Linked DNA regions of Gossypium hirsutum: region 1 is linked to region 2. Evidence: chromatin contacts called from public Hi-C data. All regions are on one chromosome and are shown on one strand. Each heading gives the region's core, a stretch centred on a gene start, on an enhancer-like site or on the middle of the called end of the contact. The rest is flanking DNA. Distances are from core to core; before and after follow the strand shown.

Region 1 (3,444 bases), core at 45-2,544, 43 kb after region 2:
GCCTTTTAGACCCGGGTAAAATCGGGTATTTACAGTAAAGATATAACAATGTGGATGAAAAATCTTGTTATGTACAAATATTAAAAATTATATCAAAGCGGAATTAAATCTTTGGTTGAAGTAGTAAAGTTAAGGTTTTATAGATGCTAGTACCATAGGTTCAAATTTCACTACATGTAAGTTTTTTTTAAAAGACAGAAATACATCCATAATAATATAACTTATTTTGTATATAATAAGTTATTTTAGTCATTTCTTCAACCGAACTGATACCAGGTTAACTCGTGAGACCAATTTAATCAAAAAATTCATACTACGTTCTAAATCTATAATTTCTTATTAAAACATTTGTATGCAAATGTTTATTATTCTCTTCCTGGGATGTATTGAATATGTTTGCAAGAATGTAGTAATCCATAATGAATATCAAATTGTCAAAAAATTTAGAATTGGTATTGAACTTTAAAACCTTATTAGCATTATAACAAATATGTCTCGTTTAGTTACGAGGGTAATAATTAGAAGAAAAAGCTTATTTATTACGTATATATTACAATAGTTAGATTTAAAATAAAAAATAGTTAGTACAAATTTAAATTAAAAATTAGAAAGATAAATTAATAACTCTTATAAAAAATAAGACATCTTCAAAATAAGCGAAAAATTTTCTTTCTCTTTACTAAAAATAAATCATGAGAGTGGTTAAATGTTACCAATTGAATCAGTTTATTGTTAATCCATATTCTAAAACATGTATAAAAAATAATATTCCTACCAAATGTAACATTGTATCTTTATGCCAATCCTAATAGTAAATACAAATCGAGTATGATATGAATGTGTAGCTTCACCTCAATTCCAACTCAAAACATGTTCTCTTAGTACAATGCTACAACCTTGGGGAAAGTGGTGTCACAATCTATTCTTTAAAATTTTCAGTGATATTGTGCTCACGAAGCTGGTGTGACATGGGCAAAAATTTGGATAGATCAGCTCTAATATTAAAGGCTTGAATTTGATTCAAAATGTTGTCTACTTTATAATATATTTTTTATTTTATTTTATATATTATATAAAATCATATATAAATTCGATCTAGTCATGAACACTTCTGAGCTCTAATTTTTTTATAAAAAATAGGGTCAAGAAAACAAGATGAGGGTTTCAAATCCCAGGCTGTTTGCAAGAAAAAGTAGATGCAGCACATATAAACAAGCATTATGCAAGTATTACATAAGGATGGCAAAGGCATTCATTTACATGTGAACCCTGGGCTGAGCAATGAATGGCCCGCCACGGTGGGCCTACAAAGGTGACAGCAATGCACCCACACACCCCACCCTCCCCGAAATGCAGTGTTGGTAGTAAAAGCCCTTTCAGGCTTTTATATAGGAAAAAGGAGTCTGACTTGACACCTCTTTAGGACAAAAGTCTCATTGGAACCTTTCGAAAGGAGCCACTGCATGAGACAAACCAGCATTAACAACACCCCCTGCAATATGCTTGTACATGAGTCGGTATCAAATTTATATATGATATTAATATTATATATGTTTGTTAAAATCCGATCATATGAGGTTTACTTTTTATCCAAGTCTATTTATATTTCTAAATCATTAATTAATAGAAAATTAATGGCGATTTTTTAACAAAACTTTATATATATATATATTGTTATGGTATTTCCTGTTACCAACCCGAAACCTGAATATAACTCCGAACTACCAACCCACAACTCGAGTAGATACGGAGGAACCTGGGCCTCATAAGGTAGAGACATTAAGGGCTCGCGAGCCAGGTTCTCATATTCCTGGGTGTTCGTAGGCAAAGGGTGTGAAATCAAGTGAGTGGTTCGATGAACACGTGTTAAGTCTAGAACAGTATACATGTTGACATGCATGGAGCTTACCTAAGACGTCATTTCGATAAACAATAATTGTATATTATAAATATCCGATTCTCCTCACTTAAAGGACACATCAAACAATCAATATATATATAATATAAAAGTTGTTCAAGAATCAAATAAAAAATTAATATCTATAGTTGAGTGGCATTCATTGAGAAGGGATTAATGAGGAATCAGTGGCCATCGTATTGAAGATGTTTTTAGGGTTTAAATTTTCACAAATGATCTGTGATGAAATTAATTGGAAAGGTACAAGATGGCAAATAATATTGAAAAACTAGCCAAGAAGAGTCAAAATGAAAAGGACATTGCATTAAACTACAAAATGTAATAAAAATTGAAAATAATAAAAGATAATTTACAAGTGTATGGCACCAAGGAGGCATGTTTGAAAATTAGAGGTATTTATAAGCTTTGATAAGTAGAGTTTGAATTGATTTTATGTATAATTTTAATATTATATATTTTATCTTGGTTTATTTATATTTATAGTTGATTAATTTAAAATCATTTACGTCCACTCACTTGTAAATTTGCAGGATAACACAATTAAGTCCCACAGACATGGGAAACACCAAAACAGTTCAATTCAAACGACCAATTCCCTATCCTAACAGCTGGGAGTGTCCCATGTAAGTACATATTAATTATGATTGAAAATTAGGGTTTTCTTTTTTCTTTTTTCTTTTGGAGTCGGTCTTCTAAAGAGTTTATAAATACAAATATAAGTGAAATTGAAATATATTTGAATAAGGTGAGACTTGAACTTGGATCATTAAAATCTTAAAGTCTCATCATTGATCGCAATAAATTAAAATTATACAAAAAGATAATTAGATGAATAATATCATAAAAATAATTAAATACATAAAACATTAAATAATTAACTGAGCTTAAATCACAAACTAAAATCTATTTAGACAACTCAATTAAAATAAATCTGAAACTTGAATACAAGACCTCAAAATTTTCAAGAGCCTCATTAATGTAGATTGAAATTAGGGTATCATGTGTCACATAAGTTATGTTTGCTGCTGTCCATATGTTCTAAGCATACTCAAATTTTATATGTTTCTCTATATATGTTTGGAAAGTAATACGCGTCTATTTTCGAATATGTATCAAATAAAAATATTAAATACCAACAATTTAAAAGATTGCATGAAATAGTTACATCAGTACATGTTACTTTTATTCACATCAAGATAATCATTTTAAAAATCGACTGTTTATTATGCATCACCTGTAATAATTAAATAATAAAAATATTTAACCCAATTGTTGTTGTAATAGGTAGTCGATTTTTTTAAAAATAAAATTAAAGTAAAATAATTTATCAGAATGCCATGGTAATTGGTAATGATAAGGTTTAATTTATGTCCCATTTTACACATAGAAGATAAAAATATATATTCCAAATCAATTAATCAAGTATGCATATTTGAATGATTTTTAATTCAGTTGATATTATTATTATTGAAATAATTTAAAATTATATATATGTTTAAAAGTATTTAAATTTGTAATGATTTTTA
Region 2 (3,752 bases), core at 628-3,127:
TAATAATTATTTTTTGACACAATATTATAAATTATTCCCAACTCATAAATAAAAAGATAAAACTGGAGGTCAAACAAGTTGAACTTTCGATTTTTAATAAAATTGAACGGTATCACCACTTAAAGAAATTAAAAGAAAATTATAGTAATCAAAAAATCATAAAAATTCTAAAATTTTGTTAAAATAAAAAAATAATTATCCAGACTGATTTTAATAACTATCACTTTATTTACTAATATTGAGGCCAAATATTTTCTTTTTCGTAATATAGAGAAAGATTCATGGGTTTAATGGAGGGTCATTCTCAGTCAAGACTGAAGACCCCATTTGTCTGGTTTTTTGGTTGGGCTTCAACCCCACTTGTCGTTTCAGAGGGAAAATATGGGTTATATTTTGGCCATTAAAAGTTGGGTGAAAATACCTACCAAGTCCCTCTATTATACAACCTTAATCAAATTAGTCTTTCTATTATGAAATGAATCGATTTAATCATTGCACTATAAAAAGAATCAAATATAACTAAATTGTAATAAAATTAACATTTATTGATTAAAAATTACATGAAAATTGTTTTTGTTTTTCATTTTCGACTCAATTCTAAACAAAATATTTCAGTTCCAAAATCATAAAAAAATTTCAAAATATTAATTATGCCTAACCTGTAAACTAAACCTTGACAATAAATGATTTATTTTTTGAAATTTAATTTAATTTAGTTATTTTTTCTTAGTTGGACGTGCTTCATAAGTTGAATGAATTCATTTGGGTTCATGAAAATATTTGGTACATTTTTTTTAACGAAAGCGGATGGATGTCGCTAAATTCATCATCGTTTTATTTTGGGTTTATTTTGCAGGAATAAATGGTAATAGGAGCCGAAGGCTTGGCCCTTAAAACATTTTCTTGAAAATTTTATTCATTTCTTAAGATTTTGAAAATTTTAATTATGTTAATTCTATTTTTTTTTTGAAAATTTCATTAAACTCCATAAAAATTTTGGAAATTTTTAGAAACTAATATGGATCATGTTAAATGAAAAAAAAATCTTATTCTAATTTCTTTCAGGGGTTTTTTATTTTGATATTGAGAAATTTTATATTAATTCTCAACATACGTTCCTAAAAAACTTATTTCTTAGAATATGGTTATTTAGGAGTACCTTAAAACTCAGGGGTGTCGAGTTTAGTATAGGGATTTTGATCATTGAATTTTTTTGGAATCAAGAAAGAAACAAGAAAATTGAATTTCGAGTGATAAGTCTGATACCCATAAGTGTTAAGTTCAACCTTATTTATTTAAATCTGAACTTTGAACTTGGCTCTTATTAGTATCAAGTTCAGATTAACATTTTGACTATTTACTCTTATTTGTTTCATACTTGCAAAAAGAATATGTTTAACGGTAAACAAATCAGACTTAGAACCTAGACATTTATGGGTGTTGAATTCGGCTTTACTCTATCAACTCCCATGAGATCAACTTCAAACAAGTAAGAGTCAATAACCAAAATGCTAAACTAAACTTGACATTAATAAGAGTTGAGGTCTGAATTAAGATTTAAATAAATAATCTCGAACTCGACACCTATGAATGTTGACTTGTTAATTAAAATCCTCTTTCTTTATCCCTTTTCCTACCTTAAGAAAATTCATCCGTAAATTTCTCAATATGAAAGTAAAAAAGAATATTTCTTCATATGGATCCCTTGATTTTTTTTAACTGTAGACGATAGATGACAGCCGTCGCTGATGCTGAGTTTATCCATACTTTTCACGACAGAATCCATAGGGACGCCCATGGCTGCTGCAGTACATTACAAGCCCCATGGCCAAAGGGCTCAGCCGCTCACTCTATGACTATGTTTCGGTGACTTTATATATACATACACAGACAAAATATGAGCTGAAGGCCACATATTTAAGTAAAAGACACACTACTCATATAACCATGTGAGCTTTCATTTTAATCGAAAGTCTAGTCAAACTTGACAATGCATTAATCCAAAAATCATGCCCTCCAACCACTTGTTTCTTATCCTTTTATTTTATTTATTTTCATTATTGCATATAATGTTTATATAAGTATAAATATATGATTATAGTACAAACAAGTTAGGAACTGAAACTTAGGGCCCAAGGCATCCGACTTTATCAATAATATTAAACCCTCATCCATACTTCTATTGCCTCTTTCCTTTTTATATGGTTGAGTCAATCCAGTTTGAATAATTTTAAATAATTTTTTAAATTCAAAATATTTATAAATTTTTTAAAAAAAACATAAAATCTGTAAAAAATACATAAAGAAAGTAAAATTTAAAAAAAATGTTCTAAAATAATAATTTTGGGACCTAAATAAGTTAATTAATGATTCAAGTTTATAATACTAAGGTATCTTATTTTTTATTATTATTTTGCTTTGAAAAAGTTTTCAAATATATATGGTTTTAAATTTATGTTCTATTTGTAACAAGATCTTAACTTAACTTGAATAATTTCACTCAATTTGACTCAACTTGAATTTCATTGCACTTGACTCGATTCGAAAAAAAATTAAATTGAGTTAGGATGATAAAATATGACTCGTCAACTCGATTAACTTGAAATATTTTTACTCGATTCGACCAAATAGTCACCCCCGCTAGATTTGGTGAATGATTTTGCAGCATAGCATTTTTTCTTTTCCGACTAGGTTGTTTACATTGTGTAGTTTGAGATTTATAATTAAGGTAAGTGATATAAATTTGCAATAAATATTGAAAATAAAATTACGGGTAAGTAATGAAAATATAAAACTATTCCTAACCACTTCCCCAATAATTAAAACTAATTAAACCACCTAAATTATTCTAATTAATCACTAATTAATGATCTACCATTAGACCAACAATAATTCCTGGAAACCTCTCGGTTTAACTTCCCAGATTAACTTGGTTTACAATACCAACCCGAAATCAGCACTTTTACTAACAAAATACAATTCATGACGAAAACCAAGAATACTGGGTACGAACATGCTTGGGAACCTTATAGAGTGTCAACATTTGAGAATATTGAATAATTCCGGCCTAGATTGCATACTCTTAGCTTTCTTGAGTTTTGGGTGTTTATTGATGTAATTAGGTTATTTTAAGATAATTTATGTTTTTTAGACAATTTTTGGAACATTTGGACAAGGTATTCTTTTTCCTAAGAGGCAGTTAAATTGTCATGTGTTTAACTAGTTGGCAATGAATTCTAATACTTTGTAATACTTATCATGTGTTATCATTGAATTGGTTAATATGGAGGGTTAGATAATTCTAAGCCTTATAAAGGAAGCAAATCTCATGCTCTTCTCATTTCCTTTCATTTGAAGAGAATTGCTTTAAGAAAAGTCTAAGTCATTTTTTAAGAGTTTCCCAAGTAAGTTTTCTAGTTTTCATTATTTGGTTTGCTTTTGTCTTCTTTTTCCCTTTAGTCGAATATGGTTCTTTCTTCTAGTCTATTTTGCATGCTTTTTGTTATTCTTTCTTGTCTAAATTGTTCTTTTATTCTCTCGTGACCATTGTTTTGAATTACTTATCCCTTGTCTCCATGTTCAAAGTTATCATATTTCTCTTGTTTACACTTTATTTTCTATACCTAACCATATTTCAGTCTTGATCTCTCTCTTTTGGACCGAATTCTAGTTATTTTTGAAGTTTTGATCTTCATTCGATTTTGTTAAAGATTATTAGGTTGAATTGTTATATGAATCCTTAGGCTTTCCTT

What was found. Hi-C and Micro-C count contacts between places; a contact is called where the count stands out from the background.
Region 1: a contact with region 2 is called in a Hi-C map of leaf, with 3 times the contacts expected there. The contact joins two enhancer-like sites. A contact is called at or near these places in 19 of 34 Hi-C or Micro-C datasets (anther, callus, cotyledon and 3 more).

Annotation. Positions count from the first base shown.
Region 1 is chrD13:5,503,962-5,507,405 of Gossypium_hirsutum_v2.1, forward strand. No RefSeq gene overlaps it. Among protein-coding and RNA genes, the nearest start is that of LOC107919438, 29 kb to the left of the region's middle. Within about 2 kb of position 1,295, at least 3 of the 9 cell types and tissues checked have an H3K27ac peak or open chromatin away from gene starts, as enhancers often do. A contact at or near this core is called in hypocotyl and leaf, where this site is marked.
Region 2 is chrD13:5,460,399-5,464,150 of Gossypium_hirsutum_v2.1, forward strand. No RefSeq gene overlaps it. Among protein-coding and RNA genes, the nearest start is that of TRNAP-AGG, 4.5 kb to the left of the region's middle. Within about 2 kb of position 1,878, at least 2 of the 9 cell types and tissues checked have an H3K27ac peak or open chromatin away from gene starts, as enhancers often do. A contact at or near this core is called in hypocotyl and leaf, where this site is marked.